Linked DNA regions of Mus musculus: region 2 is linked to region 1. Evidence: chromatin contacts called from public promoter capture Hi-C data. All regions are on one chromosome and are shown on one strand. Each heading gives the region's core, a stretch centred on a gene start, on an enhancer-like site or on the middle of the called end of the contact. The rest is flanking DNA. Distances are from core to core; before and after follow the strand shown.

Region 1 (4,896 bases), core at 1,428-3,927:
CGATCCATTTAACACCACCAGTCCCGAGAAAGGCCAGCACTGACTTGCTGGAACACATTTTGGGGTATATAGGTGGCTTTTTTTCCCTCTCCCTTGCTGACCTCTCCTGGGTTCTAAGGACTAGGTGCCAGTTGGACAATATAGGAAGCCCGAGTTCCCTCCCTTCTGCAGAAACCTGGCTGGGTTGTAGACCATTCCTTGGGGTGCCTCCCTCCCATCTACTGTCAGGGGGAGGAGATCACTCTAGGTCACCCAAAGACCCACCCACCAGGTGCCTCGGGGATGCTGGGCTAGACAGAGCACCCTACCTTCACAGGCTTTGCGGTCTGCAGCAAGCTGGTAACCTGGGTGGCAGCCACAGTGGGCAAGGCCCCGGAGTTCCTGGCATGTATGCATACAGCCACCATTGCCGTCTGCACAGGGGCTTCTCCCTGGATACCAGAGGGATGGAGGCAGAGAAAAGAGATGGGGAAAGGGACTCTGACGACTCAGAATCCCCTTCAGTACAGGAATTCCTCTCTGCTCCAGCCTGTGCCATGCCCCCGCAGCTGGAGGCAGCTCTGAGTTCCCCCAATAAGTCTCTATTCCCCAGTAAGTCTCCATAGCCAAGGTCGGGACTCCTAAGGCTCTGCCAGAACAGAGTCAGCACCCGACCAAACCCACGACTTTCAAGTGTCATGGCTCCCAAAGAATGTGCACCATGTTAAGAAGAAAAGCCTAGCAGGAAGGCGGCCTTCCAGCAAGGGGGTGGCCAGCCCAGGTCAGCTCTGACTGTGAGCCTGGCCTGCTCCCCCCAGATCTCTTGCTTTGAGAAACAGTGTTGATCCCAGCACTTGGGAGGCAGAGGCAGGCGGATTTCTGAGTTCGAGGCCAGCCTGGTCTACAGAGTGGGTTCCAGGACAGCCAGGGCTACACAGAGAAACCCTGTCTCAAAAACAAAACAAAACAAAACAAGACAAAACAAAACAAACAAAACAAAACGAGAAACAGTGTTGAAACAGAAGCCCCAAACCATGTGATCCCCAGTCCTCTGACCCAAGGATCCCATGTGATCAGCCAAGCCTATGACTGCCCCCCAAAGCCTGTACCCCTCTCAACCTCGTAACTCCCTCAGCCCTGTCAAACTCTCCCCCTTTGCATCCCCAGGGCTCCAGCTCTGTGATTCCCTCCATCCTGTAACCTTCGCACTCCTGTGACCCCGTGAACTACTAACAACCCCAGCTCTGTAACCTATTCAGCCCTGTGCCCCCTAATTTTGTGATCTCCCAGTCCTGAGACCCCATGCCATTCCACCCACATGGCTGGCCTCGGCCCCCTCATATTAACACTCCCTCCCTCCTGTGCTGGGGAGTCTCAGCACCTGCTCTGTCCCACTTCCACATGATGTGGGGGAGGGGACTCTGGTCCTGACCCACACACTCCTTTAGCAAAGTCTTTCTCCTAGGCAGGCATTCTAAAGTCCCAGAGCCTGGCTGGCTCCTCCACCCACACCCCAGACAGACACCTAGAGAGCCAGAATGCTGTCTGCATCCTGAACTTCCTGTTCGGAGGACCCAAAACCTGGTAGCACTCACCATGCCTGCAGCTCAGGCCCACAGCAGCCCTCACCTCCCTCCTACCACCAGGTATCCATCCTCACATCAGCTTCTCCCCTGAATCCTGGACCCCCTCGTTCTCCCAGCTGCACAAACAATACTTACGGACACAGCGCCTGCCATCCTCCTGCAGCTGGTACTGGGGCCGGCACTGGCAGCGGTGCTGTGTCACGGTGAGCTGTACACACTGATGCTGGCAGCCACCATTTCCCAGAGTGCAGGAGCTGATGGCTGGGGACATGAAGAGCTTAGATCAGGCCAAGAGCACAGATCATCCCCACACTGGCAGGATCAATGACGATGGATTCCCACATGAACCCTCACCAGCCTCCCCTTCTTCTCAGTTCCCAGCAAGCCTAATTCCCCAATCACCTACAGGGTCCACAGTACAATAGATCTCTCTCTCCCTCCCTCCCTCCCCCCTCCCCCAATCCTGTAAACCCAGCCCACTTAGAGGCTGGAAACAAGACAGATCATCCTAACTTGATGGAAGCCTAGCATTTCCCCAGCACAAAACACGAAACCCCAGAAGCAGCAGCTGGCTCACTCCCTGACAGCAGGCTAGGAGGCATAGCAAGATCAACCCTTGGTCCTCAGGCCAGGACAAAAGGAAGGGCAGCTGTGGAGCGTCTACAAATGGGCGCCACTTCACCTCACAGGCCAGGCAGGCCACACCTCACACCCAACCAAAGCATCCAGACTTCCCAGCATCCATAGGTCCTCAGTGAGACCATGTCCCAGAGGGCAGCACCCTGACCCTCCTGACTGGACTTCTGCTGCAGGGCGTGGTTAGAGGGGTGGGCTGGGCTGGTAGGCGCCTGTGTGCTCTCTGGGTGATATCCTTCATAACCTCGGCTGGCCTGTGGAGAAGGGGAAGATGCTCTGCCCGGCAAGGCGTGGAGGACGGACATAGAGTTTCCACCAGCCGTGGCAGCCAGCTCCTGGTATGGATTTGGTTACAACGGAGCCTCTGGCAATGGCCTTGTGGTTAGAGGAAGTTAGCCCTAAGCTCTGGAGGGGAAGCCACAAGAATGCAGCCATGGCCTGGGAGGTGAGGCTGTCTGCCTGCCTGCGGGCCTGTGCCCAGAGCTGTGTCAGCAAACCTGAGACTCATCACTAAAGCACTTTGGGTGGCAATGCTCAGCCCTAGATGCCGCCTAGAATGTGGGAACTCTGTCAGCTTTAAGCAGTTCGGTCCTTGGCCTAGCTTGGAAATATGGTTAATGACTGCCTAAGGAATTGGGGTCTGGCACTGCTGGGGTCAGCACTGCAAGGCCCAGGTGCTGGCAGCTGCGTGGGCCTCGTGAGATGCCTCGGGGATCTGAGAAGGCCGGCCTTCCTTCAAAGCAAGCCTGCTTAAAGGCCACATTGCTTGTACAACAGCTCTCTCCTCGCTCACGTGACACACAGCCGGAGGAACACATGGAGGCCCCCTTCTCTGGGGCGAAGCCAGCCACGGGGAGGCAGAGACTGATCTCCTGGCCACGTGGGGTCCCGATATAAGGGAGAAGCCACAGCGATCTCCCACAGAACTGAGGTAAGCTTGCTAACCTGTGCTCTTCCCCATCTCTGCTCTGACCCCCTACACTGGACATAAGCCACGCTGAGCCCAGGCCTGGCTGACCTCACCTGAGCCAGCTGTTCGGCCACCAGCCCTCCCTCCTGAGGCGTCCCGGCGCCCATGCACGTGGCCTCAGCTGGCCCCACATTCCTGGGGGCTCTGTTTACTCATGCTCACCACACCAACTGCGTCCCTACTCGGGACACGTAATACGAACCAGAAGCCCATTCTGGCAGGGCCGGGCAGGCACAGGGGCATGACGTCTCAGCGTCTCAGCAGGAAGCACCATCCACCAGGAGGGAAAGGTACTTCATCTCCAAAGCAGCGGAATGAGTCCACCACGGCTGGCACTAAAGACTTGGGATGCCAGTGCAGCTTCACACCCTCAGAACCACCCCAGCCCTTCACTCCACAGGACTGCATCCGCCCAGATGCTCCCAAGCTGTGCACACCAGGGAGCCAGGCCAGCATCACCCAGCACATCCTTTGTGGATTCCGGGAAAGCTGAGCCAGGCAGATTTTTGTCCTCTCTGCGCTGGGCTTCACAGCTCCAGGAATGGCCAGGGTCTGTGTCTCCAGGCTCCTCAAGTTACTGAGGCACAGCTGTAAGACACACACTCGGGGCTTCTGCCAAGACCAGGGCCAGAGGCTCACATCTGGTTGTGGTGCTAGAAATCAGACCCAAGGTCAGACATGAGCAAAGCCGAGAGACCTTTGGAGCAGAAGCCAGGGGCTGAGAGACCTTTGGAGAGGTCAGTGGCTGAGTGACCTTTGGAGCGAAGTCAGGGACTGGCCTCCCTGCAGTAAGTATATATAGATGCATACTCATAAGGCAAATGCCTCAGCCAGGGTCGGTGAGACACCTAAAAGCACAGTACTGGAGATATATAGGCAGGAGGGTTGAGAACTCCAGGCAACAGGGCCGGATGGGTCTGTCTCCACAATATGCCCCGATTCCCCTTTCAGCCCACAGAAGTCTGTGGTCTGTATACAAGCCTGCAGGACCCAATATTCCGCCTCGGCCCACTTCCCGATCAGACACAAATGACTACAGTTGGGTGACATTCTTTATTAGAGTCTTAATGTCTGTGTGTTCCTGCTCCACCTCTGCCTTCCACCCTAATCGCCCCCGCCCTGCCCCGCCCAACTCAGGCCCCGCCCCGCCCCATCCCACCCTTTCCCCTCCACAACCCCGCCCCCGCTCCGCCCCGTCATGTCATAGGCTGAAGCCCTCTGATATGACATTGTTCAGAAGCTGGGTCTTATACCTTAATTAAGGTTGGAAGTGGTCCCACAGATGGGGCTCTGACCGCGCCAGGGACCAGAAGGGCTGGCACCTTGCTCTTGGACTTGCAACTATGAGCGAAATAAAGCCCTGTGGCTTAAGCCCACGTGGTGTTTGGTCCCGGCAGCCTCCACTGACCAGTTGGAATTCCACCACAGCTGGGCTGCAACTCCACCCACAGCCAGCAGGAGTCGCACTACTCAGGACAGGGTGTGAAGTGCAGAGCTCGGAGGAAAGACCTGGTTTGGTGGAGAAAGAGCCTGGATCTCATAGAAAATACATTTCCTATAGGACAGGGGGCTGCTTGCGCCAACCTGGTTAACACTCTTGGATGTATGGTGCCCCAACAAAGGACGCTTGTCCAGTCTCAGGAGGCAGTACCTGTACTCCAGGCTCAACCTTGGGTCTTGAGCCAAAGCCTCAGAGAGCCTTTCATCAGGAACACCCGAGGGTCA
Region 2 (4,896 bases), core at 1,138-3,637, 610 kb before region 1:
GGCTGGCTGGTCCTTCAGCCCAGACTTTGAGGCCCGAAATCCCCCAGAAACAGGACTTCAGTGAAAACAGCCCTACTACACCTAAGTCGGGTTCTAAACTCCCCATTCCAGGGGAGGGTTCTCAGAGGCTGGCAAGCAGGGTCAGGGGTCTTGTGAAACCCATGCTTCTGTCCCAGGCTAAGTTATGTTCAAGTCCAGCTTATCTGGGAGGATTGAGTAAGGACTCAGTCTATGAAGCACTTTCCATTATACCACAGCCAAAGCAAATCAGAAGCAACTAGTGTAAGCAGGAACCTCCCAGGTCCCAGGGACCTCAGCCAATTCCCTAGACAATTTACAAAAGCAGGCACAGATGAGGAAGCTGAGAGGCAAGGGCTGGACACAGGTGGTGAAGGGGGTCCTACCTTTTCCACAAGGCCACATGTATCTGGGGCCACAGGATACATAGTGTCCCCTGCAATGTTGTGTGCATTCCTCCCTGCACCAGTCCACCTAGGCAAACTCACCTGGTTGGCATCATAGCAGAAGCCCCTCCGCAGCTGAAGTAGGGCCAGCCGCACCAGCACAGGGGCTGCCTGGGGCCTCTGGGAAAGAGCCACCAGCAGGGATTTGTGAGCATCATCCAGACGGCCCAAGCGGTACAGGGCATCAGCCGCCAAGAGGCAGGAAGTCTCGTCCTCTGCATCCATCCCAATTAACAGCGTGGCCAGCTGGTAAACACCATAGGCATCCCTATGAAGAGGGGGGCTCAGTGTGGGACAGGCCTTTTTCTACATCCCCTCCACTGAGGCCAGGCCTCAGGTGAACCTTGTTCCCATCCATGCCTATAGTCTGGGTAGCCCCTTTCCCACTGAGCTGCAGAGGGACCATCACATCACCTCTGTCCAGGTTCCTAACCTGTTCCTTCACTCTCTCCCCCTGCTCCCCCTACCATCCCGTGGGGCAGACACTACACAGAAGTAGGCACCAAATCTGCCTGAGGACCCCAGCAGACTCCACCTCGGTTTCCTTTTTTTGTAAACACAAGAATCCATGGTTTAGCTTTGCTGGGTTCATCACAAAGAAACATAATAGCAATTCACACCAGGGCAGAGGAAGCTCATGGGGAGGTGTGGGGTGTGGACTGACAGTGGTGGGGGAGGGCTAGGCAGCTGGAGGTGCACACACCAGGCAGCAGTGTGTTACGTGTGTCTGGGAGGGGAGGGGAGGCAGCAATTGAAATCAAAGACCCTTCCTTGGAGCTGCCCACTGAGCCAGAGCTACACCTGTCCCCCCTTTAAGACAAAGAGTTGTGGAGACAAGGTGTCACAAATGCATTTAGCAACAAAGAGAAACTTAAAACTCATTATCTACTGCAGGTGGGACGAGCTTCAGCTTCAGCAAAAACTCTGCATTTTGAGACATTATGCACAAAAAGAAACAACCAGAACTATATACGGCAGGGAACTAATGTTCAAGGATTTTGTTTTTTTCCATTTAAAAAGGAAAAAGTGTGTGTGGTAGTGGTGGGGAGAGGGCAGAGAGGCGCCTCAGTGGTTAAAAGCACTTTCCCAGAAGACTGGGGTTCGATTCCCAGCATCCACCTGGTGACCGCAATTGTAATTCCCAAGAGCTGACGCCCTCTTCTGGCTTTTGCTGGCACTGCACACACGTGATACACATACAGTCCAGCAAATAAAAAAATTAAAAAAATAAAACAAGAAAATTATTTTAAACATTGTGTGTGAGAGCATGTGTGAGTATGTACGTATATGAGGGCAAGTGCCCTTGAAGGCCAGAGGCATGGAATTCCTCTGAAGCTGGAGTTATAGGCTGAGGTGAGCTACCTAAGGCAGGCTGCTGGAAACTAGGCTATCAGCACTCACGCTTAACTGTTAAGCCATTTCTCCTGCTCCCTGCCCCTTTCGATTTTGACTTTCTGGTTTGTTTGCATTTTGTGTTTTTGAGACAAAGTCTCACTCTGTATGTAGCCCAGGTTGGCCTGCAATTCACTGTGGAGCTCAGGCTGTCCTCCTGTACCAATCTCCCAAGTGCTGGTATTGCAGGTGTGAGCCAACACCTCCAGCTTGTTCCTAACTTTAAGCGGAGAACGCCCGCAGGGCACTACTTTCTGAGACCGGGGATCCTGAGATCTCAGCCCTGGATCCAGATCCCGAACTTGGCATAGGGAAGCCATCTAGCGGATCCCAGCGCAAATATCAGACTTTCCTTGCTAGCTTCCCCACCTCCGGCGCGGCGCAGGTTCTCACCCCTCCTGCGCCTGCGCAGCCTTCCCCGCGTAGCTCGGCGAGCGCAGCAGCATCTTGCGGCCCTCCTCCCGCAGCACGGTCAGCAGCAGCCCTCGCTGGTTCCAGGGCACGTAGGCCTTGGCGATCAGCAGCGCCTCCTCTGGTCGCAGCCGGCAGGCGGTGACATAGTCCAGCGCGCCCAGGAAGGCGCTACCCGCCAGCACGCGTAGCAGCCCTCGGCCGCACAGCGCGCGCACGCAGCCTCCCGCGTGTGGCGCCGCGCGCTCCACCACGGCCTGGAAGTCCTCGCGCGCGCGCCGCGCATCGCCCGCGTGCAGCGCGCAGAAGCCGCGCAGCGCTAGCAGCGGCGCGTGCTCTCCGGTGCGGTCCCCCGCGCGCTCCCCCGGACGCCTGGGACGGAGGAGGCGCTCACACTGCGCGCGAGCCCCCGCCACGTCCCCGGCCAGCAGCAGGCACTCGGCCAGGCGGATGCCCAGCGCTGGTCGCCGTCGGGCAGGTGCCACGCGAAGCAGGACGCGGAGCGCGCGCGTCACGGGAACCAAGAGCTCGCGGTCCGCATCCCGGCGCAGCTCGCGGCTTCGCACAGCCTCCAGGAAGCGGGCAAAGCCCAGGCCCGCGGCCTCCTGCGCCTGTGCCTGCAGGCGTTCGCGGTCCTCCGCGGACAGCAGGGCCTGGAACTGCTTCCGTGCGCCGGCGGGGCTCTCGCAGAAGGCCTCCTGTAGGTCCCGCAGCATGTCCCCAGCTGGTCCATCCTGGAAGAAGGTGGCGGCCGCTCGGGTGATCAGCAGGGCCGCCAGGTGCTCACCTAGGGACAGAAACAGGTGTGAGCCTGACTTCCTACAGCTCGCTATGTCAGCTCAGGGCATCTCCCCAAAGTCTGCTAGAATCCAGGGCTCCAGAGAACCACAAGGATGACTCCGAGCCCATGGGCACCCAGAGAGTGATGCTACAGGACTTGTGCCAGCACCACAGCCAGCAGCTCCCGGTGCCACCCAGCATTGCTCCCTCAGAGTGACTCTTGTAGGCATCACCTCTCAGCTCAAATGGAAGTTTATTTCTATTCCTTTCTGCCCTGACTTTTAGTGATGGGCTTTAGTTTCCTTTTCAGGGATGTAGCCCCACCCAGCCCATTCTGTGAAGCTGGGGTTCCGACTCTGACTTTTAAGGGTCACCATTCCTGGACGTTTTTGCTGTTTTGCCTTCTTGGAACTCAGCACTTGTCTGTAGGAAACAGAGACAGTTAGAGGGTCCAGAAAGGAGGCGCTTCAGTTATCTGAAGTCCTTACCCGAAGAGTGGGTGGACTAGGTGTCTGCCCCCTCCACATTGTTAAGTGGAGAGTTACAGTTATGGACACTCCCCAGGGTCTGAGGATGGGTGTGGGGAGCACACTGCCACATCCCCGAGGCCAGCGCATCAACAAGTAACCGGTTTGCACAGACTGGTTGAGAAACCCACCACCACCAGTGTTCCCTGCCCAGTCCTGGTGGCAGAAGCCAAGGGTGGACACAAAACGTGAACCAAAGGTCTGCCCCGGAAGCAGCAGAGGCCCCCAGCAACTGCTGACGTCACACCCATGTCTCTGTTCAAGAATACAGCCACACAATACATTTCTTAATGTCCCCGCAAGCCAGTAAGGCTGTAGCCATTTTTCTTCAGTTTTGCATATCACAGAATCTCTATTTTATTTTAAATTTTGCTGGCTCTTCTCCAACCTCTACAACGCTGACTTTTTTCATTATTATTTTACTTCTCAGCTAATTTCCATTTTGGGGTGGTGGTGGTGCTGGATAGCAAACCCCGCTCTGTGCACATGTTAGGCAAACACTTAGCCACTGAGTTATATATCCCAGCTGGTACTTATAATATTGTACCCCAGACATTTGAGCGGTGCTTCATAAAGACTCTGGATTTAGTTCTGTGCTTCAGGTGAGGGCTGAACTTTATCATAGTAACCGGTGGCGCACGCCTTTAATCCCAGCACTCGGGAGGCAGGGGCAGGCGGATTTATGAGTTCGAGGCCAGCCTGGTCTACAAAGTGAGCGTTGTCTAGACTCAAACTTCAAATTCTGTCTTCAGAAGCAAATTCTCTTTTTAGTTCCTGAAGCTGCCACCTGATGCTTTACACAGACCACCTTGTTTCTCCTGTCTGTGTTAGTCCAGCAGTCAGCCATAGGTTTATGTTTAGATTTTGGAGTCATCCCTTCTGTAACCGTTCCGGACTTTGCTTCCCAGCTTCTCACTTTATTCAGCCCCGAACACTCTGACATCTTCTCAAGCCAGGAAAACCATGACTTTCAACTGTACACATGACTGTACAGAAGAAAAATCTCCAACCTGCAGTCTCACCTCATGTAGCCCCAGTTTTATGCATTCAGGCAGTGACCATCCAACACTTTCAGGCACTGGCTTTTGGTATTTTGTCCAAATTAGGAGGTTGTTGCCTGAGAGGCAGATGCCCTGTCAGATCAGCTGATCTTTCCCAGGACCAGATCTGCTGTTAGCCTTAGCAGTTTTGACAGCCTGGGTCTTCTAAAGTGCTATCTCACCGTTTTAATTTTCATTTTTTTTCTGGGGTTCACTAATTTTCTTTCCAATCGGCTGTGTCCAAAGGAAATACTTTTCCATTGTGTTAATTTGCCTCCATCG

The links. Promoter capture Hi-C pulls out the DNA fragments that hold promoters and counts their contacts.
Region 2: a contact with region 1 is called in a promoter capture Hi-C map of cranial neural crest. The contact joins two enhancer-like sites. A contact is called at or near these places in 2 of 39 promoter capture datasets (cranial neural crest and hippocampal neurons), 1 of 115 datasets of contacts at active chromatin or transcription factors (forebrain) and 1 of 9 other capture datasets (embryonic stem cells).

What each region holds. Positions count from the first base shown.
Region 1 is chr4:154,246,357-154,251,252 of GRCm38.p6, reverse strand. Megf6 (multiple EGF-like-domains 6) reads right to left here. Exons shown (of 37, transcript NM_001162977.1): 6 at 1,701-1,826; 7 at 309-431. Among named protein-coding and RNA genes, the nearest start is that of Gm52687, 51 kb to the left of the region's middle. Within about 2 kb of position 2,677, at least 41 of the 459 cell types and tissues checked have an H3K27ac peak or open chromatin away from gene starts, as enhancers often do.
Region 2 is chr4:154,853,797-154,858,692 of GRCm38.p6, reverse strand. Ttc34 (tetratricopeptide repeat domain 34) reads right to left here. Exons shown (of 9, transcript NM_172878.4): 3 at 2,250-3,054; 4 at 507-732. Among named protein-coding and RNA genes, the nearest start is that of Mmel1, 13 kb to the left of the region's middle. Within about 2 kb of position 2,387, at least 95 of the 459 cell types and tissues checked have an H3K27ac peak or open chromatin away from gene starts, as enhancers often do.